Linked DNA regions of Pan troglodytes: region 2 is linked to region 1. Evidence: chromatin contacts called from public HiChIP or PLAC-seq data. All regions are on one chromosome and are shown on one strand. The core of a region is the stretch at or near the end of the contact, and the rest is flanking DNA. Distances in the headings are between cores, read along the strand shown.

What was found. HiChIP or PLAC-seq counts read pairs in DNA pulled down with a chosen protein or histone mark.
Region 2: a contact with region 1 is called in an H3K4me3 HiChIP or PLAC-seq map of stem cell-derived excitatory neurons, with 4 times the contacts expected there. The contact joins the promoter of APAF1 here to the promoter of LOC104001655 in region 1. A contact is called at or near these places in 1 of 7 Hi-C or Micro-C datasets (stem cell-derived neural progenitor cells), 1 of 1 datasets of contacts at active chromatin or transcription factors (stem cell-derived excitatory neurons) and 1 of 1 other capture datasets (stem cell-derived neural stem cells).

Annotation. Positions count from the first base shown.
Region 1 is chr10:105,333,070-105,337,949 of NHGRI_mPanTro3-v2.0_pri, forward strand. LOC104001655 (putative uncharacterized protein encoded by LINC00596) reads right to left here and starts at 1,960. Exons shown (of 6, transcript XR_008538329.2): 1 at 1,839-1,960. It overlaps TRNAW-CCA (transfer RNA tryptophan (anticodon CCA)), which reads left to right and starts at 2,332; the gene lies at 2,332-2,403.
Region 2 is chr10:105,467,893-105,472,772 of NHGRI_mPanTro3-v2.0_pri, forward strand. It overlaps APAF1 (apoptotic peptidase activating factor 1), which reads left to right and starts at 2,807. Exons shown (of 27, transcript XM_003313880.6): 1 at 2,807-3,471. IKBIP (IKBKB interacting protein) reads right to left here and starts at 2,487. Exons shown (of 2, transcript XM_024348248.3): 1 at 2,159-2,487. The coding sequence starts at 2,337.

The DNA.
Region 1 (4,880 bases), core at 710-3,209:
TGTTGTTGTTGTTGTTATTTTTATTATCTTTAAGGATAATTTGTTGGGTAGGGGTCAGTGAGTTGGGAGTCCTGATTGGTTGGGTCGGAGACGAGACACGTAAGTTTAAGTTCTATAATGAAACGCTTTCAATCAGGTCAGTTTATCTGTGCCTATAAACACACTCCTTTAGAGAAAATCAAAAGTTTATAGCCAGGCGCGGTGGCTCACGCCTGTAATCCCAGCACTTTGGGAGGCCGAGGTGGGTGGATCACCTTAGGTCAGGAGTTCGAGACCAGCCTGACCAACGTGGTGAATTACCATCTCTACTAGAAATACAAATTGGCCAGGCGTGTTGGCGGGCACCTGTAATCCCAGCTACTCGGAAGGCTGAGACAGGAGAATCGCTTGAACCCGGGGGACGGAGGTGGCAGTGAGCCAAGATCGCACCACTGCACTCCAGCCTGGGCAACAAGAGTGAAACTCCGTCTCAAAAAAAAAAGTTTACATATAAGGCTCTCTTAGTATCCCTGGGAAGAGGGTTCATCCTGTCTATGAACGGGTTTAGGATGACACAAATTATCAAATTATCCGATTAGTGCACTTTCCTAACCCATATGTTTAATCAGTGGCACATCCTGGTTTTGAATTATTTAAACGCATTATTATTTAGCCATTTACATACTTACGTTTGTCACTTCCAGTTAAACTGTAGCCGCCTACAGAGAGCGAAACAGAAGTCGGCTGATAAAATTTTGATAAAATTTCATTTGCCCGCAGCTGGTCATTTCATTGGGCGCTTTTGTGTTACAAAAGTGTGTGAATTGGCCGGGCGCGGTGGCTCACGCCTGTAAATCCCAGCACTTTGGGAGGCCGAGGCAGGTGGATCACTAAAGGTCACGAGTTCGAGACCAGTCTGGCCAACATGGTGAACCCCCCCCCCAAACACACCCCGCGTCTCTAGTAAAATACAAAAATTAGCCAGGCATGGTGGTGCGCGCCTGTAATCCCAGCTACTCGAGAGGCTGAGGCGGGAGAATCACTTGAGCCTTGGAGGTGGAGGTTGTAGTGAGCCCAGATCGCAACACTGCACTCCAGCCTAGGGGACAGAGCGAGACTTCCTCTCAAAAAAAAAGACTTATGACTTGTTTGAAGAGGCACGAGACCGTGGCAACCCTAACTGTCCCAGACATCTGGCAGCCATATGCTATCCTTGAACTTGAACTTCAGAGTGAAAGTATAAATTTGTAAGGGAAAGGCTCAGCCGCAAGTCACATACCAGTGGTCAGTTAAAAAAAAAAACAAACTCAGGCCCGCAACCTAAATCATTTAGAAAGCGTCAAGAGCCTCGGAAAAACTATTTTCACACACTTCTCTAGCACTAACATGGGAAGCGCGTTTGCTTCACATATTCCACACCTTTTATTCTTCCCACCAACATCAAGAATACAAAGCGCCCAGAGAGGACAATAAGCCTAAGCAGCGGCTCCAAGAGACCGGACTTTCGTACTTCCCGGGGGCAGGCGGAAGGTGACGGAGCGCTGGAAGGATCTTACTGCTCCTTGAAGGGCTGTCTGAGAAAAAACATACCCTTTCTAACAGCTCCTCGTTAGTATAGTGGTTAGTATCCCCGCCTGTCACGCGGGAGACCGGGGTTCAATTCCCCGACGGGGAGATAAATGTCTGTATTTTTTGGCGACAGTTATTATTTTCTGTATCATTCAATGACAGGACACTGCTGTTAAACATAATATGCTAAACCAGCTCCCTTAAGTGCACAACCCTGTCTTCAAAATGGTGACTTTTAACCTTAATGCCCACCATGGAGTGAAAGCCTCCCCTGAGAGAAAATGCCTTACATTGTTTGCAGGAAGGGAGGAAAGGGAAAAAGAAAACGCTCTGAAGGCCTCTGCCCTTGCCTCCAGCCGCCATCTTGCGAAGGCCTGCGCCGGCTGAGTGGCGCCCCGCCAGATTACAACTCGAGGTCGCGAACTCAGCGCGCGGAACCTGTTGGGGGAGGGGAGAGAGGGCGGAGTCTCGCGCCTAACGGGGCGGGGGCAGGGCGGGTAAGAACGGAAATCATTTGGTAAAGAAAAGGAAGGGCCAAATTTCCTTTGATCCTGGAGACCCGACTAAACGGGAAGCCCCGTTCTCCCGCTTCCGCTGGTTACGTCCCAGCCTTGGTTAGAGGACTAGCAGTCAGGAAAGTTTGGACGCTGAAGGAATCGGTCTCCTGGTCCGACAGATACTGGGTGGAGGGGCAGAGAGTAAATGGAAGAGAAAGACGGGTACCCCTGGAAGAAACGCCATTTACTGGTGTCCTAAGAAACTGCGTGAGCCACAGCCCAGCAGGACCTCGTGGCGCAACGGTAGCGCGTCTGACTCCAGATCAGAAGGCTGCGTGTTCGAATCACGTCGGGGTCAAGCTTTTTTTTTTTTTCCTCCTGTATTTTAAACTACCGACTCCTAGAAGCCGAGGTGTATTCCTGCCGCCAATTTTCTTGAATGTTAGAGTTAAGTTTTCCTCTTTCAGGTATTATGATACTAATCCTTGGTTTGCAGGAAGATATGATTTACTCTATATCGAAGAGCCTCAAGGCTGATGTTTTTATCATTTGGCCTTTTAAAGTGAGTTTTTTTGTCACTTAACATGCATAATGTGTAAAGAGGTGGACTATTACTGCTGTGCATTAGTGGGTGTATCAGTCCACTAGTCTATCACAGGAAGTGTACAATATACTGTACAAGCTGTTTTTTCCAAACAGTTTTAGGCTGTTTGCCTTTTGAAAGAGAGTACAATAGTGTACAATTTCTAATTTTGAATATTATGCTAATCAAGTGTCTTAGCCCTTACCATGTGCCAACACTGTGAACAACCTCACAATGTGTGACTATTATCCCACTTTTACAAATGTGGCTGTGGCTCACAGGGTTAGTGACCTGCCAAGGGTCACCCAAGGTTCTGAACCAGGTGAGGGACTCTGGATCCCTCTTTATAAATACTTTATAATAAAGGTGGAAACAAACAGTTGAAAGAATGTGTGACCGCTGGGCTTGGTGGCTTACACCTGTAATCCCAGCACTTTGGAAGGCCAAAGTGGGTGGATCACGAGGTCAGGAGTTCAAGACCAGCCTGGCCAACATGGTGAAACCCCATTTCTACTGAAAATACAAAAATTAGCTGGGCGTGGTGGGGTGCACCTGTAATCCCAGCTACTCCGGAGGCTGAGGCAGAAGAATTGATTGAACCCGGCAGGCGGAGGTTGCAGTGAGCCTGAGTGACCAAGCAAGACTCCTTCTGGAGGTGGGTGGCGGGGAGGAATGTGGGAAAAGCTGTTGGACTGGGCGCCTTTTATGTTTTCACCGATTATGCGAGTGATGACTAGTCACCACTTTTGACTATTAATCTCTTTAATAGCAGGAAGCAAAGCTTCTTGTTCACATTTGCAAGCTCCAGGACTCTTAGTACTAAATAGTGCCCTACACGTAAGTGTCAAATATTTGTTGAACAAAAAATGAATAGCAAGACTATGAGAAATTAATAGTTTTAGATTTTGATGATATGTTTTGTAAAATTCCTGAGGTTTTCTGCTTAGTATTTTGAAAATACCAAATACTAATTTCTTTTGATTCAACCTAATGTAGCAGTATACCTGGAAATTATATTTGCACATGGTGTGGTTTGTTCTTCCCTCTCCTGTTTGGATTAAAATTAGATCATCCATTTCAACGGGTATTTATGGACTGCCAACTCTGATGAGCCTGATACTGTGCTAAGCACTAAGGATGAGGATACACTGAGTAAAAATGGGTTTTTTTGAGCATCAGGAGACAGATATGTTAAGCCACCAAACGCCATAATGTGTTGGGGTAAGTTCATGTTACTTGGTAAGAACCATGAAAGTAACATGAACAGAGTGGTATGGGGGTGCTAAAACAGTGGACAGTAACTCCACATTGGGTTGTATGAGGCTATAACAAGGTGATACAACCTCTCCATCTACATCACAAAAATATGGTTTTGTCCAAATGAGTTAACATGATTGGTCCAAGCTAAGATATATGCAGTATATGCAAATGATGCCAGAGGGAAGAAATGGCTTCTGTTATGGGCTGAATTTCTTTTTTTTTTTTTTTTTTTTTTTGAGATGGAGTCTCACCCTGTCACCCAAGCTGGAATGCAGTGGCAACCTCCGCCTCCCAGGTTCAAGCGATTCAGCCTCCCAAGTAGCTGGGATTACAAGTGCACCCCACTACACCCAGCTATTTTTTTTTTTTTTTTTTTTTTGTTATCTTTAGTAGAGACAAGGTTTCACCATGTTGGCCAGGCTGGTCTTGAACTCCTGACCTCATGATCCACCTGCGTCAGCCTCCCAAAGTGCTGGGATTACAGGCGTGAGCCACCACACCCAGTTTATGGGCTGAATTTCATCTCCCCAACATTCATTTGAAGCCCTCCCTCCTAGTACCTCAGAATGATCGTAAGACCTGATTAAGTACGCTAGGTGCAGTGGCTCACGCCTGTAATCCCAGCACTTTGGGAGGCCGAGGCAGGTGGATCACAAGAACAGGAGTTGGAGACCAGCCTTGCCAACATGGTGAAACGCTGTCTCTACTGGAAATAGAAAAATTATCTGGGCGTGGTGGCGGGTGCCTATAATTCCAGCTACTCGGGAGGCTGAGGCAGGAGAATTGCTTGAACCCGGGAGGCAAAGGTTGCAGTGAGCCGAGATCGCACCACTGCACTCTAGCCTAGGTGACAGAGCAAGACTCTGTTTAAAAAAAAAAAAAAAAAAGACATTATTAAGTAAAAATGAGGCCATTAGGGTGGGCCCTAATCCAGGCTGACTGGTGTCATACTTATAAGAGGAAATTTGGACACACAGACACCAAGGATGTGT
Region 2 (4,880 bases), core at 1,557-4,056, 140 kb after region 1:
CTCCCAAAGTGCTAGGATTACAGGCGCAAGCCACTGCACCTGGCCCAAAAAGGTTTTTTTTTTTCAATTTACTTAAAGAAGGTCAAGCATTTTAAGGCATAAGAGCCATTTATTTAAAACAGTAAATTCAGTACATTTATTCCTTTCAGATCAAAATTAACATATTCCGTATTAGTAAAATAAATAATGCTATCTGCTTTTTTTTTTTTTTTTTTTTTTTTTGAGAAGGAGTTTTGCTCCATCCTGCAGGCTGGAGTGCAGTGGCACCATTTCGGCTCACTGCAACCTCCGCCTCTTGGGTTCAAGTGATTTTCCTGCCTCAGCCTCCTGAGTAGCTGGGATTACAGGAGCATGCCACCATGCCTGGCTTTTTTGTATTTTTAGTAGACACGGGGTTTTGCTATGTTGGCCAGGCTGGTCTCAAACTCCTGACCTCAGGTGATCCACCCACCTTGGCCTCCCAAAGTGCTGGGAGTACAGGCATGAGCCACTGCCGGCAGGCTGACAATTCTATTGTTTTTGAAGAGGGCGTTTAATCACTTTATTGTGACAAAATTTTGTTTGTCTGTTTGTTTTTTGAGACGGAGTCTCGCTCTGTTGCCCAGGCTGGAGTGCAATGGCACGATCCCAGCTCACTGCAACCTCCACCTCCCCAGTTCGAGTGATTCTCCTGCCTCAGCCTCCTGAATAGCTGGGATTGCAGGTTTGTGCCACCAAGCCTGGCTAATTTCTGTATTTTTTGTAGAGACAGGGTTTCACCATGTTGGCCAGCTTGGTCTTGAACTCCTGACCTCATGATCTGCCCACCTCGGGCTCCCAAAGTGCTGGGATTACAGGTGTGAGCCACCGCGCCCAGCCGTAACAAATCTTTTAACTCTGAAAAATACACTATTTGGGATGAGTCACCAGTAAAGTATAATTCCATATGTAATAGCATAAAAAATGTCTAGATGTCCAGGGTCTCTTCTAAAATTCTATCACTCTGGAAGATTAACAACAGTCTTACTAAATAACTTTACACATGAATGAAAAATGGAGAAAAATTCTATTAAGATGCCAATCTTATTAAAATGAAATGGGCTATTCCCTCCTCCCCCCAGAAAAAAAAAAGACTGGGAAAATAAAACTCACAAGTTGGTTTTTTTCTTTTTTCTTTTTTTACGAGTTGGTTTTAAGGTTATTTCTAATATTCATTTTTCCTAATGACACCAATATATCGCCATTTACCTGATTTTAAAACTGCAACTGGTTAGTTTTAAGTGAACACAAGTGCTATGTTTTTGTAGCTTTACCATATTCAATCTGTAACTTACTTAATAAAAGACCTTAAATTCATAATGCATGCACGGTGATCAAAATATGAGCACTCCTCCAAGCTCTGCTACTATAACGTTTGCTCCTTTGGGATCATAATGGTATGGTTTTCTTTTTTTTTTTTTTTTTCTTTTCTTTTTTTTTTTTTTTTTTTTGAGACGGAGTCTCGCTCGGTCGCCCAGGCTGGAGTGCAGTGGTGTGATCTTGGCTCATAGCAACCTCCGCCTCCCGGGTTCAAGCGATTCTCCTGCCTCAGCCTCCGGAGGAACCGGGACTACAGGCGCCCGCCACCACGCCCGGCTGATTATTCGTATTTTTGGTAGAGATGGGGTTTCACCATGTTGGCCAGGCTAGTCTCGAACTCCTGACCTCAAGTGATCCACCTGCCTCGGTCTCCAAACATAATGATCTGTTTTAAGGTTGCACGTATTTCCATTAGCTATTTATGGGGTGAGTAGGGTGGGGCAGATGTGTCCCGGAATGGGGCACAGCGGACAGGAAGTAACGGTTTATAACAACGTGAACGCTTCTGACGTGTAGCGGGAGCTTCAGAAAGCGTGGCCGAATCTGCAGCTCTTAACAAATGGCTCGTTCCCAAACCTTAGCCTCAACTCCTTCTGAGCGATAGGGGCATGCTACCAGCACGGGGGAAAATGAGATACAAGAAACGCCCGAAAGGGAAAAACAAGGCTGGGCTGTTTCCTTCCTTTGGGGTCAAGACAGAGGCACAGAAGGCCCAGGTCTGGGAGGTTGGATCACCTCCGGCAGGATGTTGAGCCGGGTGGGAGCCCAAACAGCAGGGGGCCCACAGGAGGCCGGCCCAGGCAGCCTCGCGTCCACTTACCAGGCCAGGCCCAGGCACGTCCCCAGCGACAGCAGGCTCAGGCACGTTCGGGGGTCTGCCCAGCCCCCGCCTCCGCTGCCCCGGGCCACGGGGGTCTTCCCGCCCTCGCTCCGCTTCCCGGGCTCCGCAGCAGGGGCTCCCTTGGGCCCCGACTTCTTCCGGCTCTTCACCTCAGACATGTCTGGAGACCCTAGGACGACAAGCCCAGGGTAGCTTCTTCACCAGGGGGAGCAGGACGTGGCCGCCTTGGCGTTCGTGGGAACCCTGGGCGGTGACCGCGCCCCCTCACAGACTTGGCACCGCCCAGAGCCCAGCCCCTTCCCTCTCCCCGCCATCCTCGTTGCTTCACTGAGTCTTTCAGCTGCCAGCTCCATAGTTCTCCTAGGAGAGGTGGGCGGCGACCTCACCCCACAGCGCCTTCCACTGCGATATTGCTCCAAATCCGAGGAAATTCAAACTCCCGGGCGCGCGCAGGCCGACGGGACCCGAGGAGGAGGGGCAGGACGAAGGGGTCGCGCGCGCCACGTCGGGCGCGCCGCCGCTGCCCGAGTCCGGCATTGGTGGGAACGCGGCGCGTCCCTGAGGCTTAGCCACACCCCGTCCGCGGGGTAGGCGGGCACTTCTACGGGCGCGGGCACGAGCCGTGGCAGGAGTGCGCGGCGGCAGCGGTGGCCGCCCCTTGGAGCTTGGGGTGTGTTTATTTGCATAAGCGGGCGCGCGCCGTCCGGGCTGGGTGGATCCGGCGGGATTTGACTGTTCCGCTGTCCAGAGGCGGAGAAGAAGAGGTAGCGAGTGGACGTGACTGCTCTATCCCGGGCAAAAGGGATAGAACCAGAGGTGGGGAGTCTGGGCAGTCGGCGACCCGCGAAGACTTGAGGTGCCGCAGCGGCATCCGGAGTAGCGCCGGGCTCCCTCCGGGGTGCAGCCGCCGTCGGGGGAAGGGCGCCACAGGCCGGGAAGACCTCCTCCCTTTGTGTCCAGGAGTGGGGTCCACCGGAGGGCGGCCCGTGGGCCGGGCCTCACCGCGGCGTTCCGGGACTGTGGGGTCAGGCTGCGTTGGGTGGACGCCCACCTCGCCAACCTTCGGAGGTCCCTGGGGGTCTTCGTGCGCCCCGGGGCTGCAGAGATCCAGGGGAGGCGCCTGTGAGGCCCGGACCTGCCCCGGGGCGAAGGGTATGTGACGAGACAGAGCCCTGCACCCCTAATTCCCGGTGGAAAACTCCTGTTGCCGTTTCCCTCCACCGACCTGGAGTCTCCCAGTCTTGTCCCGGCAGTGCCGCCCTTCCCAGTAAGACCTAGGCGCAAAGGCTTGGGTAAGTTGACCTCCTCGCTTTTCTCCCCGAGCCAGGTTCTTTGGAGGCTCGGTAGCTGATTTCAGGGACTGAGAATTTGAGGACATGGAATATTTGATAACCATCCTGCTCCTGTACCAGGAAGAGAAATTCTGTAATGAGGAAGTAGTAAACTTGGGGTTTTCGTGGATAAACGTGCGCTGTTTTCTGTTTTACGTCCATGAAGAGTTTTGGCTTTCCATTTTGTTGTGGGTTACAAAATGTTTTGAGACTTAGTTCAGATAAGTTGTGCAGTTTTAAAACGTATTTAAGATTTGCATATTTTAGTTTAACAGGACTAGGTGAAATTGGAAATTAGTTTCAGAAAACCAGAGTGTCTTGTTTGCTTAGCTATTGGACATCACCTAAAAAATTCATTCATTCTTGTTTTTTCACATCGAATTTCATTACTATAAATTGAGGAACATTTTATGTTTAAGAGGACAAAAACGTTATTAACATTTTAAAAAATGAGAGTTTTGATTCCAATCAATAACTTTTTATCAGTTTTGTGCCCCTGCTGGGCATTTTGTAAGCCTTGACAAGCATAGGCAAATGCCCTACGTCCGTCCCTATTTTTCCAAGTGCTACATTTGGTGACTTCAAAAACAGTCATTGAAGCTTGATAATTATTGCCCCCTTCTGTGAGCTCCAAGTTACTTGTGCTCTGTTTTTGCACTTCGGGCATTCACATTCCCACTCTCTCTCTCTTTTTCTTCTTTGTCTAGACTGTGAATTATTTCAGGCAAATGACCCAATCTTTTCTGTAGTCTTGGTGTCTGACATATAGGGAGGCGCACAAATGTGTATTGAATGAATGAATTGATAAACCCGTTTAGACTCTTTCACTCTATACATTGTGTAAAGTTCTGTTAATGTTTTGAAAACTTGGCAGAGATTGTGAACTGGGTTTTATGCCCATGGAAAAATTTGCATTATATTTGAAATAAACTTGCTAGAAACGTCAAGTATTTTACTATAAAGGCTGTTATTCTTTCCTCATGTCCTCCTGGTCTGAGAAATCACATCAGAAAGTGTTTCCTGTTGCTTTGTGGGAAATGTGTTTAGCAAGGAGGACCTAGAGCTGACATCCTCCTTGAATGAGAACTAATACTCAATAGTAACAATGCTCTATTCACTCTTATGTTTGATAAGGAAAACAAGAAGTCTCTTAATATTGACTTCAATGTAATCACTATTTTATACAATCTTAATTAAAAAAGGAAGTATTTTATTGTAAGAAATGATAATGTGTGTTAAAAAAAATTGACAGTAGAGGCCGGGCATGGTGGGGCTCACAAGTGTAATCCCAGCACTTTCGGAGGCTGTGGCGGGTGGATCACCTGAGGTCAGGAATTCAAGACCAGCCTGGTCAACATGGTGAAACCCCG